Regions from separate parts of the Mus musculus genome. Here regions 2 and 3 are each linked to region 1. The links are chromatin contacts, called in public promoter capture Hi-C maps. All regions are on one chromosome and are shown on one strand. Each heading gives the region's core, a stretch centred on a gene start, on an enhancer-like site or on the middle of the called end of the contact. The rest is flanking DNA. Distances are from core to core; before and after follow the strand shown.

The links. Promoter capture Hi-C pulls out the DNA fragments that hold promoters and counts their contacts.
Region 2: a promoter capture Hi-C map of pre-B cells shows a contact between it and region 1, with 4 times the contacts expected there. The contact joins the promoter of Blcap here to the promoter of Aar2 in region 1. A contact is called at or near these places in 4 of 39 promoter capture datasets (the C10 cell line, embryonic stem cells, liver and 1 more) and 2 of 9 other capture datasets (adipose tissue and liver).
Region 3: a promoter capture Hi-C map of pre-B cells shows a contact between it and region 1. The contact joins the promoter of Map1lc3a here to the promoter of Aar2 in region 1. A contact is called at or near these places in 1 of 39 promoter capture datasets (pre-B cells) and 1 of 9 other capture datasets (liver).

Annotation. Positions count from the first base shown.
Region 1 is chr2:156,545,980-156,548,945 of GRCm38.p6, reverse strand. It overlaps Aar2 (AAR2 splicing factor homolog), which reads right to left and starts at 1,370. Exons shown (of 4, transcript NM_026661.4): 1 at 1,063-1,370.
Region 2 is chr2:157,564,687-157,567,697 of GRCm38.p6, reverse strand. It overlaps Blcap (bladder cancer associated protein), which reads left to right and starts at 1,337. Exons shown (of 2, transcript NM_016916.3): 1 at 1,337-1,450.
Region 3 is chr2:155,274,950-155,278,029 of GRCm38.p6, reverse strand. Map1lc3a (microtubule-associated protein 1 light chain 3 alpha) reads right to left here and starts at 1,666. Exons shown (of 4, transcript NM_025735.3): 1 at 1,384-1,666; 2 at 1,017-1,072; 3 at 826-932; 4 at 1-555. The coding sequence starts at 1,423. The coding sequence ends at 393.

The DNA of each region.
Region 1 (2,966 bases), core at 121-2,620:
AGTTAAGAAATCATTTTTAGCCGGGCGGTGGTGGCGCACGCCTTTAATCCCAGCACTTGGGAGGCAGAGGCAGGAGGATTTCTGAGTTCGAGGCCCAGCCTGGTCTACAAAGTGAGTTCCAGGACAGTCAGGGCTACACAGGGAAACCCTGTCTCGAAAAAACAAAACAAAACAAAACGAAAGAAAGAAAGAAAGAAAGAAGGAAGGAAATCATTTTTAGACAGAAAGCTATCTGAAATAATGAGAAAAGTTACACAGAAGCCAGAAGAGGATGCTGAATTCCCTGACACTGGAGTTAGAGGTGGGTTTAGCACCATGGCGCCCTTAGGAACTGAGTCCAGGTCCCCTGGAAGAGCAGACAAGTCTCTTAACCACCAAGTCATCTCTCCAGCACCAAGAAGAGAACTTTTAAGCTATTGGAATGCCACAAGTAACAAGGATAGGAATGGTTCCAAGAAGACATGTGCTTGTATATACATGTGATCACAGCATAAAAGTCTTGTGACTGTAGTTCACAGTAAAAAAAAAAAAAAGTCTGAAACACAAACGAATACTCTTCACAAGCCTGCAATACAGAGACAACTCCTCAGCGTATTCACCGCCTTCCAAGAGTGGAGAGTACTTGGTCCTCAATGCGTTCTCTATCTGGCTTTAGGGAATGGCCCGAAAACGCTGCATGAATTTCCCTGGGCAACTCTTCAGCTAATTTAATACCACCCCAATCCGAAGGATTGTTCTAACCACACTGGCTTCTTTCTTACCCTCACACCAGAGAAAACTCTACCCATAGCACTTGGTCACACAATTATTTTTCTTTTTTTAATCTTAGTAAAGCCTCCTCGACCCGGGACTAAGTCAAATGTTGGTGATGACACTCTGGCTACCCTGTTGCCGTTCAGTTCCAGGGACAGGTGTGTAACTTTGTGTACTTGGTTGAAGACTGTCATGCCCACAAGACTCGAGTCCCTGATGCCTAGCATACACACGAAGCTTAATTTTTTTTTTTTAACTTACGATAATATGCACTTTAAATAAAGCCAGGAAGCCGGGTAGGTGACTTACCGGAAGCCACGCAGATCCAGCTCGAGTGAGTCTCGTTCTCTGGTTACAGTTAAAGGGGTGTGGGGGGAAGTTCCTTCGGGAGCCCCAGAGACCCTGACCACGGTGTCCTCAGGGACGGGTTCTCAGGAAGAAAGGCCTCCTCAGACACCAGCTCACAAAGCCAGACTCCGCCAGCGCGATTCTGAGACAAGAAGCGAGGTGGCCCGACCACACACAAGGAAACCGGAGGCCGAAAGGCGCACCGAGGGCCGACACTCACCGTAGCACCTCAAGCTCCGGTTCCGCGGAAACGGGACGGAAGTTCGGCTGCTTTGGTGCCGGATAGGTGCTACGGAAAAAGTAGTCCGGCGGAGCCCCGAGTCTCAGAAGAAATGGCCCGTGCTTCCAGGTTCCTCACGATAAGCACTTCATTTTCTTCTTACTGTTTCGTTTTACTTCCCGAATTATAAATAACGACTTTAATTAAACTATCCACTTTATATCCCCGTCCAGAAACATACTCACCATCCACAGTCCTTTTGGTCTCAAGCAGACACGGGCTGGCCAAAGCATGGTTCAGGTGTTGGCACACAGTAGCCACAGACTGGCTCAGTCATGGTTGGTCCTCTTTAGCCACATTTCCTATGCCGGTCACCATGTCAAAAGTTCCCTATTATCTCCAAGTCCCGGCTTCCAGACACATTCATCCCTAGTTTCAGAACCAAGGCTGTTGCCTGAAGGGAGAACCAGTCCCTTCAAACGCAAACACAGCAGTTCCTCTGGAAATGACCACCCAGTGTTTTCCAGGCCTTACAGAATACAGCAGTCAAGCTATAAATGTGCACTGAGTGAGGAAACCTGACTGTCTTTTTCTTCTCTATTTCCTTAGAACCTAGCACATAGCCCTCATAAATGTACTGTGTATTTAATAACAAATCAAATGATGTGTATAGTAAATGACTATCCATAGGCCTTGCTGTATTAGTCAGGGTTCTCTAGAGTCACAAAACTTATGGGTAGTCTCTATATAGTAAGGGAATTTGTTGATGACTTACAGTCTGTAGTCCAGCTCTCCAACAATGGTGAGCAGCAGCTGTGAATGGAAATCCAAGGATCTAGCAGTTGCTCAGTCCCACAAGGCAAGCAGGTGAACAAGAGAGAGAGAGAATCTTCCTTCTTCCAATGTCCTTATGTAGGTCTCCAGCAGAAAGTGTGTGCCCAGATTAAAGGTGTGTGCCATCACACCTGGATCTGGAACTTGCTTTGTCCCACATGACTTTAAACTCAGAGATCTCCCCTGTCTTAATCTTCTCGGATTCATAACCACTATGCCTCAAGATTTCCATGCCATTATCCAGGTCAGACACTTGCATCTCCCAGCCTCCAGATTAGGGTCACTGTGAGCCTACCAATTCTGGATTGTAGTTCATTCCGGATATAGTCAAGTTGACAACCAGGAAGAGCCAGTACACTAACCTTGTGCTCAGTGGTTCTGTACATCAGAACTCCACCATGAGCCAGAGCTACTGGGAGATACATAGATACTACTTCTAATCTCCTCACTAACCATAGCCAAGATGTGACCCTCCTCTAATCTTGTACTGCCAACTTTCCCGACCTGATTGTAAGCTTGTTTATCTATAAAGGCAGGATTCTCAAAGGCCTTCAGTCTCTTCTTCGGGTGACTTTACCAAGACTGGCTGTAGCTACAATGGCTGACAGAGCAGAAGACAAATAACCTCCAACTTCACTATTGCCCACCTGCCTCTTAAGTGGCCTTCCTACAGCACTGATGGTTGTCAATGGAGAGAAACCATAAAAGCATGCCCAAATTCCTGGAAAAGCCTTGCTATTCCCAGAAAGGACGGGAGTCCCTCTGCCCCCTTTACTGGCTATTGATTGATTGCATCATACCTGCATATCTA
Region 2 (3,011 bases), core at 88-2,587, 1.0 Mb before region 1:
TAGACACTACCAAGACCCGTGTGCTGAGGGAGGCCCACCAGCCCTTATACAGGTCCACTCTCTCCATCCACGGTGTGCCCAGGCATTTCCGCTACTGAGTTCTCTGTCCCACTTCTGATTGTCCCCTAGCAGCCTGTCTTCGGGCCTTTCCACCCTGGCCAAGGGCTCTTCACCTCTTCTTCATCCCTACAGCCACAGCTTAGGAGTCAATGCCTGTGCCTCAGTATGTGCTTCCCGCACCCAGTTTGATATGATCTCTTCTAGCTCCCTTAGTCACTACCTGTCTGAGTCACCATGACTTTGTGTCTGGAAAGATGTTCTGGTTGCTTAACTGGCTTCCTGTCCCAAACCTCACTTTCATGTTTTCTAACCCTGAAAGTCAATGGCCTCGGAGAGACCCAGATTTCTTTTCATTGCCTCGAAGAACATAGCTTCCCATGTCTCTCAAGACAAAAATTCAAATTCATGACCAAGGTACCTGTCATATTCCTTGTTCACCTTCCACCCTTAGGGTTGTCACCTCCATGTCTGGAACAAGACCCCTCACTCACACAATGCACAAACTCAATATGCCTAAGACGGCCCCAACCCTCGCCCACTCCAGACACCAGGATTCCACTCATTTCTCCTCTCTTTACTTTGCCTCCTAGTGCCTTCCACGATGCCTAATTACAAATCATGTACTGGTGCGACTACAAGTGGTTACTGGGTGGTAGTCTCTCCACTATCCCCCGACACTCACTCTCACCCTGGTGACTGAGAAAATTGGGGTCAGGAGTAGAATTGTACCTCCTTAGCCTCTAGCACTGCGCTTGCGCACAGTATGAGGTCAGGAACGTGGCTAATAAGCTAGTAAGTGACCACACTGACTCATCTAGACATTAACAAGCCTGGGGCAAGCCATTTCCTCACCAAGGAGGAAGCACGTCCTCAGCCCGTGGTTGAAGGGCCAGATCTGAGCCACGAGAAGTTTTCCCAAAGTACACAAATCACAAGGTGCTAAGGATTCTGCGGAGTTACGCTCATCAGCGTAACTACACCTCGCTCGCCCGCGGAGCTCTCAAAGAGTAAGAATCACAATCTGCTGCATATGCATGAAGGGGACCATGGGCCGGAGGTTCGGGGCTGCCTAAGATACGCCTGACCAAATATTCCACGGGTTTGAAGACCTTAGCGCCCCATAATTTTATTCAAGTCTACTAAAAACTCAGAAAGGACATTTCGTGGCGGATACTGAGGGGAGAGTGTCTGAGAGTAGCCTCGCTTTGAGCCAGTTTGTCAGGCGTTCTCAGAAGACAGCTCGGTTCTGGACCGGGGGTCCTTGGACCGCTCCACTAGAAGACGAAGGGGGCGTCTCCCCAGCTCCTGCGGCGTTGGTGGCGAGCTAAGGTGGAGGCAAGCAGCGGCGGCGACGGCGACAGTGGCGGCAGTGCCATGGTGGGGCTCGCAGGTATCGTGGCGTCGCCCGCCTGGGCAGGGTGAGAGCGCTCGGTGCGGCCGCGCCGCCATGTTAGCCCTCCGGGGTCACCTTAGGCGTCGCTTGGCCTCTCGCCGGGGCTTTCCGCGCGGCCGGGGTCGGGCGCACCCTTGTCTGGCGTCAGATGACCTCCCCTTTTCGTCCCAACCTGGGCCTTGGGGGTGGTCCCTTCCCGTCCCTTGGGTGGGTTCCGGGGTTCCTTAGCTGTCACTCTGGCCTCCAAGGTCAGCGCGCTCCCGGGACGGGGCTGGGAGGGGCGGGCGCGACCACCACCTCCTCTGTTCCGGACCTTGGCGAGGGGCTCAGCTTCTGGGAGGCTGGACACTCTTTCCTCGCCACTTCAGTTTCTCTCCCCCCCCCCTTTTTTTTTCTTTTTCTTCCCCCACCCTTATCCGAAGGAGTGTGGGGAGAAAGTAGAAGTGGGCCCCGAACGCTCTCTTTTGTGTCCGGAGTGATAGGGTGACCATCTGCTACGGGTCCCGTGTGCTTCTCACTTCCACCAACTTTTCGTCGAGTCTGGACACCGGTTCCCTCTCCAGTTTGTGGGGAGTGGCACTCAAGGGCAGCAGAAGGAACGGAGTGCCTGGCTGGAAAGGAAGAATGGGGGATGGGGACAGTCGATTTTTTTTTTTTTTTCCTTTCTCTGCCAAACCACCTTTAGGTTTCTTCTAAGTCTCTTGTCTCTTTTTACTTGGGAAACTGGGGCCCGTTCTAGTTTATAGGTTATTTCTGTTTATAGGTTCGGATCTTCTTTGTCCCTTTCAGGGAACTGATATATTGGGGACAGCTCTGCCCTGTCTGACATGGTCCAGCCATCCTGTCAGCCATCTGAACTGCAACACCAAAGCCAGGACCCAAAAAAAGTTCCATTTTATGTGCCCCTGGCAAGCATTAGATTGAGCTGGCTTGTTTCTTTTAAGTCAAGATTCATTAATGGCCAGAGTTCCTGTTTAAAGATTGGATTTCTGGAACCTTGGTCAGTTTCCAGGAACCAGATCAATTCTCGATCTGAAAATGGTCATCTTAAAGTTGTTGACAGAACACTTTAACTTCTTACCTGTTATTTCTAGGGGGATGAGAGTTAGGCTGCCCTTTTTACTTGTTCTCTTTGAAATACACGCATTCCATTCAAGCTTGTGACTGTGTGATTTACCAAGAGCCCTGTATTGCCTTCCTCTCTGTCTTCTGGCTCTGCCCTGGGAATGTTCAGGAATCTGTATCCTGGTGTGGTATGAGCCCTGTGGAGGGAGGGGGACAGGATTATTTCCAGAGAAGATTGTGGCAAACATTGTCTCTCAGGCATATGGAAGAAGTCAGTGGTCACCTGAAAAAAGAGACTTTGGTAAATTAGTCTTATGTTTGTGTATACACATTTAAATCTCCTGGGGAAGATTAGCTGCCAGCTCAGAGGCTCGCCCTTTGGGATGTTGGCTCCTGAAGCGATCCAAGTTTGAAAGTAGATATCTAGTAAGGAGTCAGCAGCGAGCCTGCTTCCTTCAAAACCTCTGTGTAATTAAGCTGTCTTTGGCCAGCC
Region 3 (3,080 bases), core at 417-2,916, 1.3 Mb after region 1:
TGACCACAGATCCATACACCGAGTCAGGACAAGGGGAGCCAGCCTTTCAGGGGTGGGGCAGGTCCTGGCAGGAGGCAAAGCCTCAGGTGGATGAGGGGCAAGATGGGCAGACAGGCAAGGGCCTAACAAAATGACAAACCCCACAGAGCAGGGATGCTGCTCCCCACCCACTCCCAACCCAGCCAGCACCCAAAAGAGCAACCCGAACATGACTGGCCCAGGACCTACCCAGGATGTGGTAGGCTGGCTGGTGGCCCCTACCTGGGGGGGGGAGTGGGTGTCACATCTCTGCCTAATCCACTGGGGACTGAAATAGCTTAGTTTAGGAGCCAGGACCTCCCTGGGGAGAACCTGACCAGAACTCCCAGCCACCCCCCTCCCCTCCTCTTGACTCAGAAGCCGAAGGTTTCTTGGGAGGCGTAGACCATGTAGAGGAATCCGTCTTCATCCTTCTCCTGTTCATAGATGTCAGCGATGGGTGTGGAGACGCTCACCATGCTGTGCTGGTTGACCAGCAGGAAGAAGGCCTGCGTGGGGTTGAGTTGCAGGCGGCGCCTGTGGAGGCAGGCAGGCATGCCAGGTGAGGAGGCTGCCTGCTGGAGGCCTAGGTGACCCTCCCAAAATGTTACTGAACCTTCACTTTCGGTCCATCTCAGCCAGAGGCTCTCACCTCTACTGAAGCTCGTCCCAACCCCGACCTTGGTCTTTTCCAGCCTCCTAGAACAGGGGCCCGGTGTCCCAAATCAGTCCCCTCGCCCCACTCCATCCCTTCTTGTGGAACCTGACCCTGCCCCACCCAAGGCCTGTAGGAGGCTGCCCACGCACCGGATGATCTTGACCAACTCGCTCATGTTAACATGGTCTGGGACCAGAAACTTGGTCTTATCCAGGACAGGCAGCTGCTTCTCACCCTTGTAGCGCTCGATGATCACCTGGAGTGGAGTGGGCGGGGGACTCGTAAGCCAAGGGCGGGACCTGGCAGGGCAGGGCGTGGCTGGGGGGTGCTAGAGACTCACCGGGATCTTACTGGGGTGCTGGTCGCGGATCTGCTGCACCTCCTTACAGCGGTCGGCTGCGGACAGAGCTCTGTGTGAGGCCCAGCGGTGCTGAGGCCTCCCGCGACTCCGCCTCGCTGATCCCCGAGGGGCGGCTCCCGGCCCGCCCCGCCCCAGCGCCCGCCCCCGGGGCCGTCGGCCCCGCAGCCCTCCACCGGGGGGACGCGGTAGGGAGGCGGGCGACCCTGCCAGGCCTTGCGGCCTCTCCACCCGGGGTCCGGCCGGCCGGTGCCTGACGTCATGGGGCTGACGTCACCTGCGGCAATCGGGGTCGACTGGCACCCCCATCCCTCGATCCCCGATGGCAGTTCGCCCCCCAGGGCCTCACCGAAGCTGCGCCGCTGCTTGAAAGGCCGGTCGGAGGGCATCGCGCGGGCCCGGCGGGGCGCGCAGCCGGGGCTCCGGGGTGCGCGGCTCAGAGATGCGTCTGCGGTTCGGCGCGCCGGGGGCTCCGGGGCTCGAGCTCAAGGGCTGCGGGGCTCGCGCTGAGCCTGGCGGTGGCGGCTGCGGGAGGTAACTCGCCTGGGTGACGTCAGGTCACAACATTCCTTAAAGGGGAGGCCGGCGCGCCGCTCCCATTGGGCCGACGGAAAACCCGCCTGCCTGGACCTGTGACGCCACGGCGCAGACAGCCCGGATTCCCGGCGCAGGTCGTAAGGAGGCGGAGCTCCAGGGCGCGTCACAGTTCTGTGACGTCACGATGGCAAGCTCCTCTCTTTGGCGCCACAGACTCAGAAGCCAGGCATTTGTCGCCTCCATCCAGTCTCTCGACGCTGCGGAGTAGTTCACCGCACCTTCATCGAGTTTAGCATTCGAGAAGGAAGGTGGAGCGGGGAGAGGATGGAACACCCAGAGTTTTAAAATTTTTAATGTGTCTGTAAGTGTATGCCCGCGGATGCAGAACATAGCATCGGATTTCCTTAGGCTGGAGTTAATCGCACTGCTGGGAATCAAGCTTAGGTCCTCTGAAATAATAGCAAGGGCTCTTAATTGTCGAACCATTGCTCCAGACCCCCCACCCAGGCTTTCAAAGAATTCTGGAACAACCATAGAAAGCATAGATTTCCAGAGTGAGGTTGGTTAATAGGTGGTTTAGATAAAGCAGGAGAGAATCGCTGAATGGGGGGGCTATATCAGAAGTGGTTAACCATGAGATGGAGAACATTCGGAACTGACAACACGCGAAGTCAGATTTTACAGGTAGAGCCCCTTGGTAGGATAGAAAGAAGTATGGTCTGGGAATGTTACCGAGGGTCAGGGTAGGATACTTGCCTAGCAGATGGAAGGCTTAAGTTCAGTATCTCAGGTTTTGCGGGAGGTGGAGGGGATAGAGGGACTGGACGGACACGGAGAGGCGGCCCCTTGAAGAACTTTAAAAATCGATTGAAAGCCAGAATCAATGCCAGATGTAGCTGGCTCTCATTTGTAGTCCTAGCTCTATGGGAGTTTGAGGCAGGAGGATGGGCTAGAGTTGAAGTAAGGAAGAAAAAAGATAAAACAAAAGAATTTACAAAGGACCATTGTTTGAAAAAAAAAGTTAGTTTGTACTTCAGAAACATACAGCTCAAAGGGAAGAAATTTGATGGGAACCAAGTTAACAGATGCACGCTTGAGTAATTCTAAACAACTGCTTATGGACAGAAATGGTAGTGATTGGTACAAAAACAAGCTGCTAAGGTAACAAGAATTCAGCTGAGATTGCCTTAAAGAGGCTGGGTGGCGGTGCCTCCTTAACCCCAGCTCTGTGGGCAGAGACGGGATGGTCTCTTGAGTTCAAGGCCAGCCTGGTCTAGATAGTGAGACCTTGTGTTTTGGGTTTTGTTTTGCTTTTTAAATGTCTTAGGGAGCTGGATTTGTTTGGAAAGATATTATTGTCTGCTTGGTCAGGTAGGGTGCTTGCCCGCAAGCATGAGGATGTGGGTTCAATTTTCGGAATATGTTAGATCCTAGAGGCTCCACCTACAAAGGGATTCAACCAGGCCTTATATCCCATCTCTACCTTCTCCAGGCAGCTCAATGCCTGGT